2 separate regions of the Oryctolagus cuniculus genome follow, and region 1 is linked to region 2. The links are chromatin contacts, called in public Micro-C maps. All regions are on one chromosome and are shown on one strand. The core of a region is the stretch at or near the end of the contact, and the rest is flanking DNA. Distances in the headings are between cores, read along the strand shown. Region 1 overlaps PACRG (parkin coregulated). Region 2 holds the start of QKI (QKI, KH domain containing RNA binding).

Evidence for each region. A called contact is a pair of places that touch in the nucleus more often than the background predicts.
Region 1: a Micro-C map of ear pinna shows a contact between it and region 2, with 2.8 times the contacts expected there. The contact joins the enhancer-like site here to the promoter of QKI in region 2. A contact is called at or near these places in 2 of 6 Hi-C or Micro-C datasets (ear pinna and psoas muscle).

What each region holds. Positions count from the first base shown.
Region 1 is chr5:5,543,961-5,547,504 of mOryCun1.1, reverse strand. The region is part of intron 3 of PACRG (parkin coregulated); the gene reads left to right. Among named protein-coding and RNA genes, the nearest start is that of QKI, 220 kb to the right of the region's middle. Within about 2 kb of position 1,759, at least 2 of the 8 cell types and tissues checked have an H3K27ac peak or open chromatin away from gene starts, as enhancers often do. A contact at or near this core is called in ear pinna, where this site is marked.
Region 2 is chr5:5,327,140-5,330,515 of mOryCun1.1, reverse strand. It overlaps QKI (QKI, KH domain containing RNA binding), which reads left to right and starts at 1,521. Exons shown (of 8, transcript XR_011388429.1): 1 at 1,521-2,032.

The DNA of each region.
Region 1 (3,544 bases), core at 510-3,009, 220 kb before region 2:
AGCTGTTTTCAGATCGATGTAGTTTTTACTTAGAGGATGTGGATGGTTTTCGGTTTTTGGTTTTTGGTTTTGGGTTGGGCTGGCAGGAGAGGAGCCTACAAAGGCTGGAGAGGGTTGAAGAACACCCACTCTCCCAACAACCACCCTTGACGTTACCACTCGTGAGGGACGGCGGTGAGAGGGACTTTGGGGAACCTCAGTGGGGTTCTCTGGTGGCCTGAGGGTTACAAGAAAGCTGCAGGTGTTGGGAAATCAGAGGTGCCACTGCTAGGAGTGTACGTGTGCACAGAGAAAGGACCTGCGTCCTGGGGCCGTGAGCTGCAGTTGAGTGCGACCCATTATTCTATGAAACAGAGGAGCACTAGGCCAGATGGGGCCGAGCGACACCCACCACGGGTAAGGAGCGTCTCTACCTCCCCGGAAGCGCTCCACTGGGGGTCCCAGCGTGTTTCGTTTATAATCCAGTACTTTGCTTCTGGGTCATAGTGGATCAGAAGATAAATGGGCTCTTTCAGTGTAGGATTTCCAATCCCCAATGCTAGAAATACTCCTGATTGAAAGCCCTGTTTGTGTTTCGGCTCTCTGGTACATAGCCCTGGTGAAAAGTCCGTTCTGTTTATTTCTGAGCCCTTACCTAATCCCTAGAGATCTGGGCTTCCAAGTCAAAATAGCTTCATTCAGGCAACAGAACAGAACACAAGCAGCTCAGCTCAGAGCGACTGTAAAATGGGAGTGGCCCCATCTTCTGCGTCGCCCACTTTGGGGGCCACCCTCACCAGTCTGCCAGAGAGTCTCACTTCTTCATTTGGACGGCTCCTTCCTTTCTCCGGGAGGCCAGGATGTTGTTGGCCCCAAAGGGTCAGCAGAACAATCATGCAGACACTGCTGGTTCTCTTCTGCCTGCAGCTGCCTCGACGAAAATTGCACAATCTCTGGCTTCCCGTTAATTAAGGAGAGACACTTTGTCCCATTAGTGGAGAGCGAAGGAAGTCACAACTAGGCAGGAGGCAGTGAACAGCCCAGTGCTGCCCTTCACTCGTTTCTCATTAGCATGTGGTGACTCATGTACTCAGTGTCTACTGAACACCATCAGCTTGAAAGGCACCATGCACAGAGACGGGAATGGAAAGGGAATGAGAAGGAAGGGAAAAAAGAAAAGGAAGACGGGGGCAGGGAGGGAGTGAAAGAAGAGAAGGAAGAGTGGAACTCAGAAAAAGTCCTGTTCTCTTAAAGCAGCCGCAGTCAAGTTCAGGGGCTATGGGTGTGGTCCTCGGATGCGCTCTTGGAGCCTGGTTTAGAGCCAAGGCTTAGTGAACATTTCACCCAGATTTCAGAAGCTGGGCAGAGGGGAGGAAGAGTCTAGGCTGAGGAACCAGTGAGAGTGAAGGCTTGGAACCTAAGCAACACATCCACAGCCTGAGTTAACGTGGATAAGACCGGAAAGAAAGCAGAGGAGTGACAGAGGGCTTTCAAAGTGACCAGAGCTGGCAGTGGACATTGGCAGTTGGGTGAGTGATGTCACCACGGTGATTTCAGGAGGGGCGAGGTGCAGCTGCTTGTGCGACAGAGTTTAGGGATTCCAGTGGGAGCTGGGGAGCCAGCCCAAGGCTGTGGTCGTGTCCAGGAGGAGGGACTGGAGATTGAACTGGGGCAGGTGAAAGCATAGAAGACCCACCCAGGAATCCCAGCAGAGTCAGACTCCCAGGTCTGAGCCTTCCCTTAGCAGATGTCTGGGAGTGAGGGCAAGGGAAGGCTCAAAGTGGAAAACGGCGACCTCAGGGACATTGCCCAAGTCCTTTAGACCAAGAAGGAAAGAGCTGTAAACAGGTCTCTGCTGTGGACATCTCCGTGCACTGGAGAGGTGACCGGAGGCACAGGACGAGCCCGAGGGTGACTTGGGTGTCACAGCTGAAAGGAGAGACCCAGAAGATGCCTACAGAAGGAGAAAGCCACAGGACGCGGCCCTGGGGACCAGGGTCTGAGTGACAGCGCAGGAAGCCACAGAGAGGAAAGCTAACAAAAGGCCACTCTGCGGGAGGCTGCTGGCCTTGGTGACCTGGACAGCTTGTGCCTCCCTGAGGGAGTCCTAGGAATCTGGGAGACAGAAACCTTTCAGGGGGGACTTAGGGACAGGTCCGAGAGTAGTGCGTTAGAAACTCTGCCTTCAGGAAACCATGGTGAGGGAAGGAAGAAACTAGAAGGGGGACTGCTTGTGGGTGAGATTCAGCCATGCCTCTCCATCTGAGCTTGCTCTCTGAGTGCTTCCAGGGCCCCACGGTGGGCTTCCCACAGCACCCACCACTCACCAGGCACACAGCACCTCTTCCCAGGCAAACCATTTGTTCACCAAAGGCACAAATCTGCTCCCTCGTTCACCACTTGAGACTTGGTAGAGCCACACGCATGGTCACGGACTGGAGTTTGGAGACAGAGCAGGGAGCGCTGGCATCACAGGGTTCCAGAAGAGACAGAGTCAGAAGGGAGATGGAGGGGTTGGGCCAGGAGACACAAGAGGACAGGTGAGCACAGCGTGGTTGTGAGAGGGTTGTGAGAGGCTCCCCTGCCCCTAGCCACCACCCCTTGTTGAAGTGTCCACTGAGGTAGGGACAGGAAAGCACCAGTTCTCGCCTCATTCCAGGGTGAGTGAGCCCCCTGTGTTGTCAAGACGCCGCCCTAGGCAGCGAGACAAGGCTGTCAGTCCCCATTGCAGGAGCCGTGCAGCCGCAGGCATGCTGTAAAATTACGGCCACTGGGAAGGAAGATGGCTTGTCCTGCAGTCTGGAGCTCTGATGAGAAGGCTGGGCCTCCTGCAGCTGCCTCTTGCTGTGAAGACATCTTGAGATAGAAGGCACATCCAGGAAGTCTCAGTACAAAAGGAGGGGGATGTCCAGCTCTCCTGTTTACTGCTGAGAGATGCCTCAGCCAGCCTGCTTCCTTCCAGCCTCTTTGGACAAGAGAGAGATTAAACATCTGTCTTGCCTGAGTCAGTATACATGGAGCTTTTGGGTATAGGCAGCCAAACTGAAACTTTACTGCTAGACTCATTAGGGAAAGTTTTTATATCGCCAGGGTAGGTCGCCTCCCCGGGCTCCCTGGGGTGGGTGCTGTATGAGCAAGGCCCTGCTTCACCATCTGCCACACGCACCCACAGAGCAGGCACCACGCAGCGCAGCGTCTCCGGCGCTCGGGGGTCACCGAGTGGCTGGCGGAACTCAGTGTTCCTGGTGCGCTTCACAGCGACATTCAGAAATACAGCACTCAAGTAATGCTAGTGACTCTTGATCAGATGACCTGGGACGATTCCTGCTGGGGATGAGACAGCTCTGTCTTAAAAACAGGCCAAATTGCTCCTGTTCCTACAGAATTCAAGTGTTCGTGTTTCATCAGGTTGGTGAAAGAAATCAGGGTTGCATCACAAGCGACTTAACGGAGCGTAAGGGTCCTAGGGCTGGTTTCCTTTTGAGGAATGGAAAGGCACCCGCAGCGGGAAGCTCAGGAGCCCATTGGCCTTGGTGTGCCATTACCCTTGGCTTGAGGGCGTCTT
Region 2 (3,376 bases), core at 272-2,771:
CGTCTACCAAGTCAATTTCCTCTATCAAATTAATTTCAAAACAAACTGTGTTCTTTAAACGGGGACGCTAAAAGCGCCTGGCCACCGACATTCGCTCAACGCCTTACATGCAGACCGGACCTGCAAGCGCCCCTCAGGATTTGGGTAAGGCCAGATTGGAGGGTGAGAACCCCGCGTTCGGGGTTCAGACGCGGCGAGCTCCGCGGGGCTCTCCCAGCCGCCAAGCCGGGTCTGCACCGCGAGCTGAGCGGACACGGTCCGCAGGCTCAGCGGCCGAACCGGGCGCCCCCGGACTCCGCGGCGGCCGCCCCGGACGAGCCCCGCTGACGGGCTCCGAGCGGCCGGACATCACCGACCCGTCGGGACCGCCGCCCCCGGCCCAGGCCCCCGGCGCCGCTCCCCGGGCCCCGCGCATTCTCGGGGTTCCGTCCCAGCAAATCGCGAGGGGCGCAGAGGACGAAGCCGACGACGGCAGTGGTCACGCGTGGCTCCGCCGGCGGCTGAGGCCGGGGCAGCGCGGCACCGGGGGCTGGGACGTTCCCGGCTGCGTTCCCACCAGAGACCCGAGGGTCTCGGCGGCGCTCAGACCGCGGCCCGCGCGCGCCCGACGGCCGCCGGTGGGGCACCGGGACGCCCCCCGCACGCCCGGAGACCCCGCGCCCGGCCCCGCCCCCACGCAGGCGCGCTCCGGGCCTCCCCTCCCCCGCCGCGCGCCCGCCGAGCTCGGCGGGGGCGGAGCGACCCCCGGGAGGGGCGTGGACGCCGGGCTCGACGCGCGCACGCGCGCTGCAGCCTCACAGCTACGTGTCGGGCCACGTGACGCCCACCCCAAAGTCCCCCGTGAAGCAACAGGACGTTAGAAAGATTTCTCTTCTGGGGGGGGGGTGGGGGTGGCGGCTGGGGGAGGCTCAGAGACTGGTTTGAAAAAACTACAGTAACGGGCGGCCCCGGCGCGTCGTGGCGCGTCCCGCCGGGATTCCTCTCGCCGGCCGCGCCCGGGCCCGCAGCGGCGGCCGCGGATCCCGCCACCCGGCCCCTCCCACCCGGCAGCCCCGCACCCGCCCCTCCCGTGGTCGCGCCCGCACCGGGCGGCCACCCCGTCCCGGCGTCCAGGCCCGCGCGCGGCCCCTCGGGCCCCGTCCCGCCGAGGGACGCGAGAGGGCGGCAGCACGGCCGCGGCCCGGGCCGAGGGGCGGCGGCGGCGGCGGCGGCGGGAGGCGGGAGCGCGCCGGCCGGGCCCCGCTAACGGCCGCCCTGCGCGGCCCCGCCCGCCGCCCGCCCCCGGCCCTCCCCGCGCCGCCGCCCCTCCCCCCGCCGCCGCCGCCGCCGCCGCCGGCAGCGCCGCCTGAACTGAGGCGAACTCCGCCGCCAAGTGAGTGAGGAGGAGGAGGAGGAGAAGGAGGAGGAGGAGGAAGAGGAGGAGCGCAGTCAGAGCGCGGCGGCAGCGGCAGAGGCGCCTCGGCGGGGACCAGCCCAGAGAGCCCCCGAGCCCGCGGCACAGCGGCGGCGGCGCTGAGCGGGCGCGACCGGCCCCGCGGACGAGCGAGCGAGCGAGCGAGCGGCGGCGGCGGCGGCGGCCCGGCTCCTCCGCGGCCGCACTCGGCCCGCCGAGACCCGCCTCCCGCCCGCCGGCCTCGGGAGGGACGCGCCGAGCCGGGCGGCGGCCGGGAGCGCGTCGGGCCCGGGCGGAAAGTGCCTGCGGGGGGCGGGCGGGCGCGCGGAGCCGGCCGCCCCGGGGCTCGGCGCGGGAGCCAGAGCGGGAGCCGGCGCGGAGCGGGACGCCGAGTCCCGAGCGGCCGGCGGCCGGGGCTCGCCCCCGCCCCTCCCTCCTCTCCGGCGGCGGCGGCGGCGGCGGCGGCGGCGGGCGGAGTGAGCTGCGGAGCCTGGAATATGGTTGGGGAAATGGAAACGAAGGAGAAGCCGAAGCCCACCCCAGATTACCTGATGCAGCTGATGAACGACAAGAAGCTCATGAGCAGCCTGCCCAACTTCTGCGGGATCTTCAACCACCTCGAGCGGCTGCTGGACGAAGGTGAGCCGCCGCCCCGGCCCCGGCCCCGGCCCCGCCGGGCGACCCCTCTTCCCGGCTCGGGATGGTGGCGAGGGCGGGAAGGTCACGGCCGGGCGGGACCGCGCGCCCGGGGGACGGGAAGCCGGGGAAGGCGCACAAAGGAGGACCGGGCCGGGCCGGGCTCGCGGCGGGCGGGCCGGGGCCGGGCGCACCCGCCGGGCAGGACGCCCCCCGCTGGGCCGGGACTCCTCTCCCCCACCCCGCTGCCGGCGGCGCGCGCGGTGGAGCGCTGGGAGAGGCTCCTGTGGCTTTGGGGGTCCCGTTTCCGAAAAGCGGAGTGGGGCTGCGCAGGCCCGGGGGCCTCCCCGACCCTCCCCGAGAGCCAGCCCGGGCCGCGCCGCCAGCCGGGCGGGCTCGCGTGTCCCTGGCCCGCCCGCTCGGCCTCGCGTCTCCCCGTGCCCGCCCGCGGGGCGCACCCCGGCCTCGGGAGGCTTGGGTGGGCTCCGCGGACGGGCGGGCCGCGCGGGGTCCCCGTGCGTCTGGAGTTTGGGTGGCCGTGTGAGTACGGGGGGGGCAGCGGCCCGAATGACAGCGGGAGCGCTCCCGTCCTTTTGTTTGGGGGAAGCGAGAACTGTTAGGGAGTTCGACTACACTTTTGGGGGGTGGAGCGCCAAGTCCCGCGATGACAGATGGGAGCGGAGTCCCGAGCCGGGCCCGGCCGCCCGCGCCGCCTCGGCCGGGGAGTCGGGGCGCCGCGCAGGGCCGGGGAGCAGCCGGGCAAAAGTTTGCGGGGCCCGGAGCTCGGCGAGCAGGTGGCCGCCGGCCGGCCGTGCGGCGCGCCGAGGGGCTCGGCCGCCCCGCGGAGCCCGTGGGACCCGCGCAAAGTCCGGGAATGCCGTGGCGAGGAGTGCGTTTTCTGCGAGCATCCCGGAGAACTGTGTGAAGAAGCGGAACGCTGTCGGCTGTGCCGGGGAGGAACAATAGGTTTCGGGATTTTCAAGAGAACTTGGAGATGTTAAAAATAGAGCCGGGGGCCGGGGCCGGGGCCCGCAGCTGGAATGTCAGTCGGGAACAAAAGGCCGGAAATGTCTGCGTGAGGAGGGACGCGCGCGCAGGAGCGCGGGCCGCTCGGGCCGCCGGCGCCGGGGTCCCCGCACACCGGGGTCCCCGCGCACCGGGGTCCCCGCGCACCGGGGCGGGACCTGGCCGCGGCCGGGGCCGAGGTCTGCTCGCCGGCTCGCTCGGGAAAGCCCGCTGTCTGTCCCTTTAAGGGGCCCTGCCTCTCCTGGTTGTGTTGGCATTTGAAAGATTGTGGAGGCAGAAAACTTTCTGGAATGTCACACACACACAAAAAATGCAGGAACT